Regions from separate parts of the Mus musculus genome. Here all the other regions are linked to region 3. Evidence: chromatin contacts called from public Hi-C and promoter capture Hi-C data. All regions are on one chromosome and are shown on one strand. Each heading gives the region's core, a stretch centred on a gene start, on an enhancer-like site or on the middle of the called end of the contact. The rest is flanking DNA. Distances are from core to core; before and after follow the strand shown. Region 1 overlaps Plekhm3 (pleckstrin homology domain containing, family M, member 3). Region 2 has its middle 70 kb from the start of Gm36148. Region 3 holds the start of Mettl21a (methyltransferase like 21A).

Region 1 (3,343 bases), core at 49-2,548, 210 kb before region 3:
AGTCTTGGACACATACAGAAAACTGTGTGAAATAGACCCTGTCCCATTATTAGTAATTTTTTATTCTGGGTTTATCTTGACTATGGGAGAAAATGGGATTAAAATCCCTTTGTCTTTTATTCTTTAAGACTCCAGCAGGAAACAAAATGAGGGGAATGATTATGAACACTCACAAATCTACCCAATGACATAAGCCACATCAAGTTATCACATAGTTTCCAAAGTCTTAATAGAAACTGTCACACTTAGGAGAGGATCAGATAAGAACTCTTTGGTGGTATCATAATCCTCCCTCAGTACAATGACTGATAAGCCAACTCAGCCCTGTTGTGCAGTCCCGCGGTGGAGTAAGGAAGGTGGCGCTGGTTAGAGAAAAGAGTTTTGTTCGTGGACACACCACCAGCTCCAAGCCAGAAGGAGGAGCTCAAAAGTGAAGTAGAAAAGAGAAGAGAGGTTTGTCCCAACTTCATGAAGTAGCAATCCCTATACACTTTGGTGGTGTGCATCTCTGCCCGTGAGGAGCTGTGAGTAGCATTTAGAATGAGAGTACAGAATGCTCCTATTGTGGGTCAGGTTTTTAAGCTTGAGCAGGATCTAGGTGGTGTTTTGTGTTTTGTTTTGAAACAGGGTCTCACTCTGTAGCTCACGCTGGCCTCCTGCATTCTTGCCTACCTCCTCAGCCTCCAGTGTTGGAACTATAGACATTGACACTAACTTAGCTGATGTAGGTCACTAGACCCCTCTCTGTGTGCCTATAAATGCCGAGAAATGGCACTACAAAGTACAATTGTCATAGGTTATGTAGCCAAGAAAATGCAAATTGAATTATATGAGAAGCTGTGTTACAGCACATGACAGGATAGGATCTTGATTTCATTGAGCCTGCCTATTCCTGGTGGATCTGCTCAACATGAACTGGATCTTCTAAGTAGGCTTTTATGGTGGAATCATTTTTATCCAGGGCAGACGACCTCTTTATCACAAAATTCCCAGCAGTTGTCCAGAATCTAGATGTTGTATAACGGCCAAGGAATGCTTGTTTTAATATGGGGGGTCATGTGATGAATCAGAAGGAAAACATTAGTAGATGCATAAAATACATTGAAAGCGCCTTTTTCCTGTGTGACTTCTTGTCATTCTCTTATCCTGGTCTATGTTACTAGTTTCATCCCCCATCCCTGTAGATCATGAACTTCATAATGGTGCCGTGAAGGTAAACAACATAAAAGAGTGGTGTGTGCCCCCTCTTCCAATCCCACAGATCGCTATTGGCTGCAGACCTTGAACATGACACTGCAATTTCCTGGTGCCACACATGAGTAATAAGCAGCTGTTTCTGAAACTGTGGTCTGCAGAAGGCAGTACTGGGTTATTTTTTAACTTAATTGTAATTTTTGATTGGTCTGCAAGAAAGTAAATCAAATAAAGGCTGTTGTCTTAGTCTGCAGAAAGCCTTAGGCCTCAAATTCCAATGCTGACCATTGTGACCAGAATAGAAGAGGGGAAATGTGTGTATCCCAAACTGGAAGTTCAGCCAGGCAGCTTTTATGGGCTGCGTTTGCACCCAGAGAGTTAAGCATACTTGGTATTCTTCTCAGATGACTGAATCATGTAAAGTGAGATTTGACAGTCTCTCCAGTTATGAGAATATTTGAGATGATTTAAGTGAATTTTTAAAAGGGAAGTCTAGTTGTCAGCTTGATATTACATTTTGTTCTTGTCCAACAGCACAATAAAATGATATAATTTTAAATCCCAGATGGAGTCATCTATTCTTTAAACACCCAGTCAGTGTGCACTCCCCAAGTAAACAGGTCGATTGGTACCTTTTTCAGTACAAGAAATTAAGTCTAATGGAAAACAGAAATAAACTTTGACTGTAGTTTGGATGTCTGCCTTTTCTCAAGGAAAATTTGGGTACGTGGAGAAAGTGGATGAGGTTGACTACAGAGGGCAAGGAGGCGGGTGGAAGAGCTACATATGTTTCCTGCTAATTGCTTTGTCCTGAGATTATTCACGTAGACATGCAGTTTGCAGGAAATAAATGGAAAGATAACTAAGCCTCATCCCACAGGTCCACTGTCCTTGTTACAGAGCCAGTTGGCCGTCTGGTTGTAAATGCACCTGATGCTGGAGATGAAGTGTCTTTCCGACTCTTGGTGGGTTGTTACAGTTAGATTTATCTGTGACTAACTTACTTGCAAATTAGAAAGGAGTAAGAGACAACTGCTGGCTATTACTAAAATGTGATTTAATCAAGTTTGAGATATGCCAAGTGTCTCTCCAAGTCTTTAGCCTTGGCCAGAGTGAGATGTTCACCCGTACTCTGTTCTCTGATGGACCTGAACAATATCAGCGGCAGAGGATGCATCTACTGCCCTTCTTCCTGATTGCATCCGAACAGAAGAACAATGTGTTACCTTTTGAAAGCTGACATGTGACTGTCATACCTTTCTTTCATACCCTTGCTATAGACCTAAAGTATTTGTTAGAAAAGTAATTTAAATTACTGAAGATTTTATTTAAATTGAGAGAAGGTAGCAGTCACTGACCAAGTACCATCAGACACAGTGCTTCCTGTGCCCAGCATACAAAGCCTGATCCTTTCTTCAGTCCTATATGTAAATATTAGCTAGTTTTAGTTGAGGAAACTAGAGCTCAGAGGGCTTAGTAACTTGCCAGTCTCCCAGCTGGAAGGTAGCTAGCTATCGTTTGAGCTCAGAACAGCCTCACAGTACGCCACTGCCTCCCAAAGCTAGAGACAATGAGGTGTGATCCTTAACAGGAGCTGTGTGCTCTCAGCTTCTCTGGAAACCCTTTAATGAATCCAACTGCTCTGCGTTGAAAAGATACATCTAAGCAAACCTGCGCCATCTATTTCCTCTTTTTAACTATCTTTGACCAATTTTATTAAGAAAATGCTTTTGTGCTCACATCAGTAACTGTAATACTAGGAGGCTGAAGCAGGAATATTGTGAGTTTAAGACCAGGCTAGTCTTAGAGAGATGGCTCAGCAATTAAGAGCACTGACTGCTTGCTCTTCCAGAGGTTCTGAGTTCAATTCCCAGCAACCACCTGGTGGCTTACAACCATCTGTAATGAGTATCCAATGCCCTCTTTTGGTGTGTCTGAAGAGAGCGACAGTGTACTCACATACATAAAATAAATAAACAAATCTTAGAGAGAGAGAGAGAGAGAGAGAGAGAGAGAGAGAGAGAGAGAGAGAGAGAGAGACCAAGCTAGCCTGTTACATGGCAAGATCAAAACAACAACCAAAACAGAACACTTTTTACAAGTCAGGTATGGCATGCTCCCAGTTACAATAAACAGCTGTAAACTGTAG
Region 2 (3,407 bases), core at 578-3,077, 170 kb after region 3:
TCCAAGCAAGCTTCTTTCATATTCTGCAGACAATGTCTGTAGCTTTATTATTTGTTTTAAGAATATGATAACGCTCTTTTATGATCCAGCCATATGTGTGTGTGTCTGTGTGTGAGTGCACGCACACTCATGGATGAGGGTGTAGGTGTTATGCACATAGAAGTCAATCTTGGGTGTTGTTTGACATTTCCCACCTTGGCATCTGTCTGTCTGTCTATACATGTATGTATGTGGTATATATGTATCTGTATATATGTCTATCTATCTTTCATCTACCTATGTATGTATGTATGTATGTATGTATGTAAGTTCTCTAGCACTAAGACTGTAAACAAGGTCCTTGTTTTTTCTTTTTCAATGTTCTTGATTTCTTTTTTACTTAGTCACTTTACATCCTGCTCACTGCCTTAGTCCCTCCTCGTACAATCCTTTCCCCCTTCTCCTCTGAGCAGTGAGTAAGGCCCCTGGGTATCCCCACCACCCTGGAACTTAAAGTCTCTGTGAGGCTAGGCACTTCCTCTCCCACTGAGGTGGCCCAGCCAGAAGAATATATCCCACACACAGGCAACAGCTTTTGGGATATGAACCACTCAACAAAGAACATACAGGGGCTGGACCTACACCTCCCTGTACATATGTAGCAGATGTGTAGCTTGGTCTTCATAAAGGTTCCTGCTTTTTATATGGGTTCTGGAGGTTGAATTCTGGCATTCTTGCTTGTCTCTCTGGTAAGCAATTTCCCAGTCTGAGCTGTCTCCCCAGGTGAAGCCCTTAGGCAGTCCAGTGCAGTGGACAGATGCAGGCCGGTGGCTGGCTGCCTTCTGAGGTAAGGCAGGTGTTACTACACTGCTCTTCTTTAGGGAACAGGAAGCAATACCAGCATTTACTTCATATGGTTCTTAGTGGGCCTGCTGTCTAGAAAGTGCACAATATAAATATTGCAGGGAGAGTGCTTTTCTTAAATTGAGAGGTAGACATTTAAAAATCTGGAGAACTTATATAAAAGCCTAACTTATATAAAAGTCACATGGCCAGTTTCTTTATTCACATTACTTGTCTGGTCCCTAGGGCCAGTTCTAGGCTCTTCTTCCCTTCCCCACTGGCTCCTCCCCATCTGAAGCCAAGGACAGTGAAGCCTGAGAGGTGGTGCGCAAGAACAGCTGTGGGTAGAAGTCAGCTGAACTCTTCCCCACCGCAAACTGTATAACAGGACTGACCGCTCTGGGTCCTAAGGACTCTGCAGATTCTCTTATCTGAGCAACGCAAAGCCCTTGGTACCACATTTTAATCTAATTTGTTTCTTTTGTCAGATTTCATCTTCAGGGAGAAGTCTTTGAGGGGCCGGGAGGGGCCATGTCCTATGGGACATTTGGTTTCATTCATTCCTAGGTGGCAGGTTGAAAGGGCAGGGCTGTTAAACTGTGAAGGACAGCTGCAGCCTGATGGGCAACAGGGGAAGGCCCTGGGGATCTCTCTCTCTCTCTCCCTCCCTCCCTCCCTCCCCCCTCCCTCCCTCCCTCCCTCCCTCCCTCCCTCCCTCCCTCCCTCCCTCCCTCCCTCCCTCCCTTTCCTCCTTTCTTAGCTCTGTCTGTCTTCCTATCCAGATACGTGAAGGCTTTTCTTATTTTCATTTTCAATCTAGAGAAGAAATCCGATTTCTGAGAAGGGTTCCAAATGTTATTTCCTCCTCACAGTAGGAGTCTCAGGAGAAAGCTTTGTGCCTAAGGGAGCCAGGAGAGCTTCGAAGCTTTCACCCACGTCTGGTGTTACCAAAGGAGGCTTGGATCGAGGGCTGCAGAGGCTGCGCTTGTTCCAAGTGCTCTCGTGGGGGCAGCAGCCGCTCAGAATGGCGCGGCCCTGTCACTGCCTATCTGCTCATTGAGAGGCAGAGCACATCAGAGGGCCTCTGCGAGGACACTTTGCAGACTATAAATCGGGGATGGAGGAGAGGCTTAATTAAATCAGTCCTGAGGTCACAGGAAGGGAAAGCCCCCTTCTCCCTCCCAGACTTGACCTGTTTCACGTAGCGTGGCAGCCAGAGAACCTCAAAATGTGTTAGCAGGAGTAATGTAAATGTGCTCAGAGGAGCCGGTTCCCAGCCCCATTGTAAGGAGAGAAATCCCATCTAGTCTGCAGACAAGGGAAGATTCTGACCTTCCAATTTAATCCTGTGAACTAAAACCAGAAGAAGACAGCCAGCGAGGCCAAATCGCTGTGTCGGATTGTGATGTTTTAGTACAGGCTTTCTTAAAACATCTTATTTCTAAAGATTCTTGTTATTTGAAGGGACTCTGGGCGGTGTGAGTGAATCCTCCGCCAGAACTGGGTGCAAAGGGTAAGCCATTGGCTGACACCTGTTTATGAGCGAGGCAGCCAGTTAGGACCTAGGGTCTCAAACAGGGTACCAGCCAAGAGGAGCCTGTCAGAAAGGAAAACATGGCTGCCAAGGACGAAGGGAACAGGCTATCGTGGCCTCTGGGCCTTCAGCCCGCTGTGCTGTGCAGGAAGGCTTGGCACACATCAATGGGTCTGCTCTAGTCTTCTCTCCGTGGCTCATGAGTTTGGGGAGTCACTGAGCACACCATGTCTGTCTGTCAACTGCCACTTCGGGTCACCCCTCTCTCTCTAGCCCTCCCCAAGTGTAAAGATAGGATGAGGTGACAGGAGGAAAGCCAGCAGAACATAAATATGGAGACGTCGTCCTTGGATGTGTGATCTTGGCTACATTTGGGACAAACAAACTAGAAGTACCTTTAACTTAGCCCAGCTGGTGTCCATGGTCCTTGAAACTGCAAGAGTGGCTGTATGGCCCACCCTAGGGCACATGGTCCCATGCGTGTCACCAGGTGACAGGAGTCTAGGCCTCTGAATCATCACCCAACCCACCATGTCCATAACTTATGGATCGCCTTCACTTTTCATTCATAATTTTCCTGTGATGCTCTATCCAGCAATTCACCCATACCAATACCATTAGTCTGTCACGTCTGTTAGCGAGATCCATTCTTAACTTAGCATGATACAGTGTGTGTGTGTGTGTGTGTGTGTGTGTGTGTGTGTGTGTGAGAGAGAGAGTAGTGAGTGTGTATGAGTATGTGTGATTGTGTCTGTATGAGAGTGTGTGAATATATGTGAGAGTGTGTGAGTATATGTGAGAGTGTGTGTGTGATTTTTTTCCCCCTTTCTGGAACTTGATGTATTTTCACTGTTCTCCAGTTTCCTTCAAATCAAAGAGGGCCAGAAAGACTAGGCAGTCGAACCATTCCCTCCTCCTTCTAGGAAGGTAGATCAGGGCAGGGAGAGGCTTTATGAAGGAATTAGAGAGGGGAGGGGAGGGGAGGTAAGGTAGAGGACAGAGTGGGGAGGTGAGGAAGGAGGCAGGAGAGAAGGAGAGGGAAAAGTAGGGA
Region 3 (3,173 bases), core at 624-3,123:
CAGGGTTGTTGGCTCACACATCAACATCTCATTCAGCAAGCCGAGGCAGGAGGATTGTCATGAGTTTAAGACAAGGCCAAGCGGTAGAGCGAGAACCTGCCTGAAAGAAAACTGAACAACCAAAACCAAGGGAGGCTGCCAGTGAAGTGTCCTCTCTGTTCTTAGAGGTACAACGTGGTTAAGGAGTCGAGTCCTCTTAACTGACAATGACACCTGGGAGTCAAGAGGACGAGGAAGATCTTACAAGCCTTGAAGGTCTCCAAAAGAATTCCTACCTTGCCAAACAGTCACACTAAAACATGTACCTCATTAATTTTGTATGAATCTTTTGAGGGCACATACATGTTTACGGTATGTGTGCTTTGTGCATACAGGGGACTGAAGAGGACACTGGGTCCGTGGCACTTAGGTGGAGTCTTGGATTTTTGTAAGCCATCATGTGGGTGCTGGGTTCTGATCCTGCATCCTTTGCAAGAGCAAAAGGCGCTCTCAACCACTAAGTCATTTCTCCAGCCCCTCTACCTCACTCACATTGGAAGTCTCCCAAGTTGTTAGCACCCCCCGTTGTGGTACCACCTAAGCAATGCTGCAGCACGCTCTGTTCTCCACGATTACAAAGGTTTCTTTCTCACTCCTGTTTCAGTTGTGAAGCTCCAACCGGGGACCTGGTGCTAAAGAGAGCCTGGATGTTAAGACACAAGCCTTGGCTAGGCATGGTGACACACAACCTGTAATCTCAGCACTTGCCAGTCTGGGGCAGGTGCATCTGAGTTTGAAGCCAACCTGGTACATATATAGTGAGTTCCTGGGCAGACAAGGCTATGTAGAGAAGAGAGATCCTGTTTTAAACTAAACCAAACCAAAGCCCTGGGATAGTGAGAAAGGAGCAACTACCCAGCTGCGAGGGGCTCTTTCACCCACGTTCTGATGGTAAGAACAATTTGTATGGTCAAGTATGAACTAAGGATAGGAAAATCCCTGGGCATATTAAAGACAGCCATATAGCAGGCTGAGCACTTAAATATGTACTCTATCAAATGCTCATTACTCTCTCCCCCAAGGATTAAACAAGTCTTTCTTCTCAGATATTTAGAGGCTCACCAGTGGTTTCTGTTTGTGCTCTCTTTAATGTCTACACTGCTATAGATGTTGATTTTCCTAAGCGGATGTGTGCCCTTTCTAAGCAAGTCGGCAATAATTACAACTCTGGGAGCTAGGAGGGGCAAAAGGAACACGGTAAGTAAATGTAATGTTGCAAATGCTCTTGTTGGCAGTGTGCTGGAGAGCTTGGGGGAAGTTTTAAAGTCATATACATATGTATGCAATCCTCCCCTGTGTGTGTATACATTTTCAGTGGAAAGATGGAGAATAGGGAGACAGAATGGTTAGCTAGATCCCAGGAATCTGGGGAGGTCAACCCATTTACATTTTTGAATGTTTTTCTGACCCAAAGTCTACACTTTCCTGTGCCTAGTTTAGGTCCCCAAAAGAAAGAAATAAAACAGAAAACACACGGAAGAAAGGTATTTCTTCTTCTAGTAACTACATATCAACGTGGTGTGGTCTTTTCACTTGTGCGTATTCACTGATGAAATCGGATTAGCTCTCTCTAGCGCAAAAACGTGAGCTTTAATAAGAAAAGGAAAAGGGGAAGCTGAGAAGCCGAGATAGCACAAAGCCATGGAGCAAGTAAGGAGAAAACTTACTAAGAGAAAAAACGGAGGAAGAAAAGACCCAAACAGGAAACTCAGTAACTTGAGGAAAGGGCTCTTACTGGTCCCCAGTTTACTGCAGGCCACTTGTCCCCAGTCTCCCGCAGCTGGTGCTGGAATGTGGAGGTCAGGCGCGCCCCCTGCCGGCCGGGAGAGGCGAGGGCGGTCGCGGCTCGGCAGGGTCCGGCACGCGGAGACCCTTGGGTGGCCAGGTCCGGGGATGGAGTTTGCAGCCGAGGCTGCCGGCCAGGATTTAGAAAGGCGTCCATTTCGGCCAGCAGAGTGGCGGCGTGGAGCGACGCGAGCGCCCGAGCGCATGTGGTCGGGCTCAAAACCCGGCCTGGGCGTCGCACGCCCACTCCCCAGCCGCGCCGTGGTTAGGGATGCTCGGTAGTGTTCTCTCCCACTTCACTGCCACCAAACGCGGTGACTACGTTTAGTTCTCTACTTCGCTACGCATCCTTGGGCGCCAACGTCGCCGACTAACTGTCCACTTTAAGGTCGGCCTTTCTCCCATGCAAGGCACCCCACGCCCCTGTGCACTCGCCCTCCCTGGCGCCCCAAAACCGTAGGGCCTCACAGGAACTACACAGCACGGGCCAGGGGAAAGCGGCGGTACCGGGGAAGGGGACCGGAAACCCGCGTCTCTCTTCCCGGAACCAGCTTCCACCGCCTTCTGCCAATCCAGCCTTTTAAGGAGGAGCTCCGCACAGCGACTGGGCAAGGCTGTGCGCTTGCGCGGCTCGGGTACCCTCCCGGAACCGTGAGTATCTACGTGGAGGCACTGCAGGGTGGCCAGCGGGCTGTGTGGGCGCCAAGCCTCCACCCGAGGGTCCGAAAGGAGTCTCTGCAGAGCCCTGCTCCCACCATGCTGGGTTCCCGGGACTCTTTCGTGGGCGCGAGGGAAGCGCATCTGTGGCCCCCGGGTGTCGTGCGGGACGTGCTTTTTGTCCCGCGGGTTGTCCGCCAGTATTGTCCGCTCCAGCCCCCAGGGTGACTCCATCCACTCTGCCGTAGGGAGCCTTCTAGGGTCAAAAGGCAGGGCGAACCCTTAGGATTTAGCAGAAGTACGCATTTGGCTCCTTTGTCCTAGCTGAACATGAGGATGTAGGTTGGCGGACCAAACAAACAAAAATGTGGGAGCTGGGTCCAGACAGATCAGGTGCCCAGGGCCGTCACTGTCACTTCGTGTACCGTTCTTTATGTAATGCCCAAGTAGTAACAGGAGCCTGTAGGGTGCCACAGTAGTTAGAGATTTCTAGGCGTTTCCTCCTCAGAGTTATTAGTTGACACCAATTCAGAGCCAATTTTCACTTCCCTCAAGTCTCGGAGGAAAAGCTGTTGAAGAAATTGGATGCACCTCAGTCTATTTCTTAGTTTGAACTTGTAATAACGTCAACAGCTTTTCCAAGTTACTTAAGTAAGATACAGCACTCAACTTCTGACTCTGGTGACACTCAG

Evidence for each region. Promoter capture Hi-C pulls out the DNA fragments that hold promoters and counts their contacts. Hi-C and Micro-C count contacts between places; a contact is called where the count stands out from the background.
Region 1: a contact with region 3 is called in a Hi-C map of myocytes, with 1.9 times the contacts expected there. The contact joins the enhancer-like site here to the promoter of Mettl21a in region 3. A contact is called at or near these places in 1 of 39 promoter capture datasets (the 3T3-L1 cell line), 2 of 484 Hi-C or Micro-C datasets (myocytes and uterus) and 1 of 9 other capture datasets (liver).
Region 2: a contact with region 3 is called in a promoter capture Hi-C map of hippocampal neurons, with 3 times the contacts expected there. The contact joins the enhancer-like site here to the promoter of Mettl21a in region 3. A contact is called at or near these places in 7 of 39 promoter capture datasets (the 3T3-L1 cell line, the C10 cell line, HPC-7-derived erythroid cells and 3 more), 13 of 484 Hi-C or Micro-C datasets (the Ba/F3 cell line, the C10 cell line, the C2C12 cell line and 10 more) and 3 of 115 datasets of contacts at active chromatin or transcription factors (bone marrow-derived macrophages, effector CD8 T cells and memory CD8 T cells).

The regions. Positions count from the first base shown.
Region 1 is chr1:64,824,611-64,827,953 of GRCm38.p6, reverse strand. All of the region lies in intron 6 of Plekhm3 (pleckstrin homology domain containing, family M, member 3), which reads left to right. Among named protein-coding and RNA genes, the nearest start is that of Gm51628, 61 kb to the left of the region's middle. Within about 2 kb of position 1,298, at least 32 of the 459 cell types and tissues checked have an H3K27ac peak or open chromatin away from gene starts, as enhancers often do. A contact at or near this core is called in myocytes, where this site is marked.
Region 2 is chr1:64,444,646-64,448,052 of GRCm38.p6, reverse strand. No RefSeq gene overlaps it. Among named protein-coding and RNA genes, the nearest start is that of Gm36148, 70 kb to the left of the region's middle. Within about 2 kb of position 1,827, at least 161 of the 459 cell types and tissues checked have an H3K27ac peak or open chromatin away from gene starts, as enhancers often do. A contact at or near this core is called in the P5424 cell line, Th1 cells, bone marrow-derived macrophages and 4 more, where this site is marked.
Region 3 is chr1:64,616,464-64,619,636 of GRCm38.p6, reverse strand. It overlaps Mettl21a (methyltransferase like 21A), which reads left to right and starts at 1,873. Exons shown (of 3, transcript NM_025964.4): 1 at 1,873-3,173.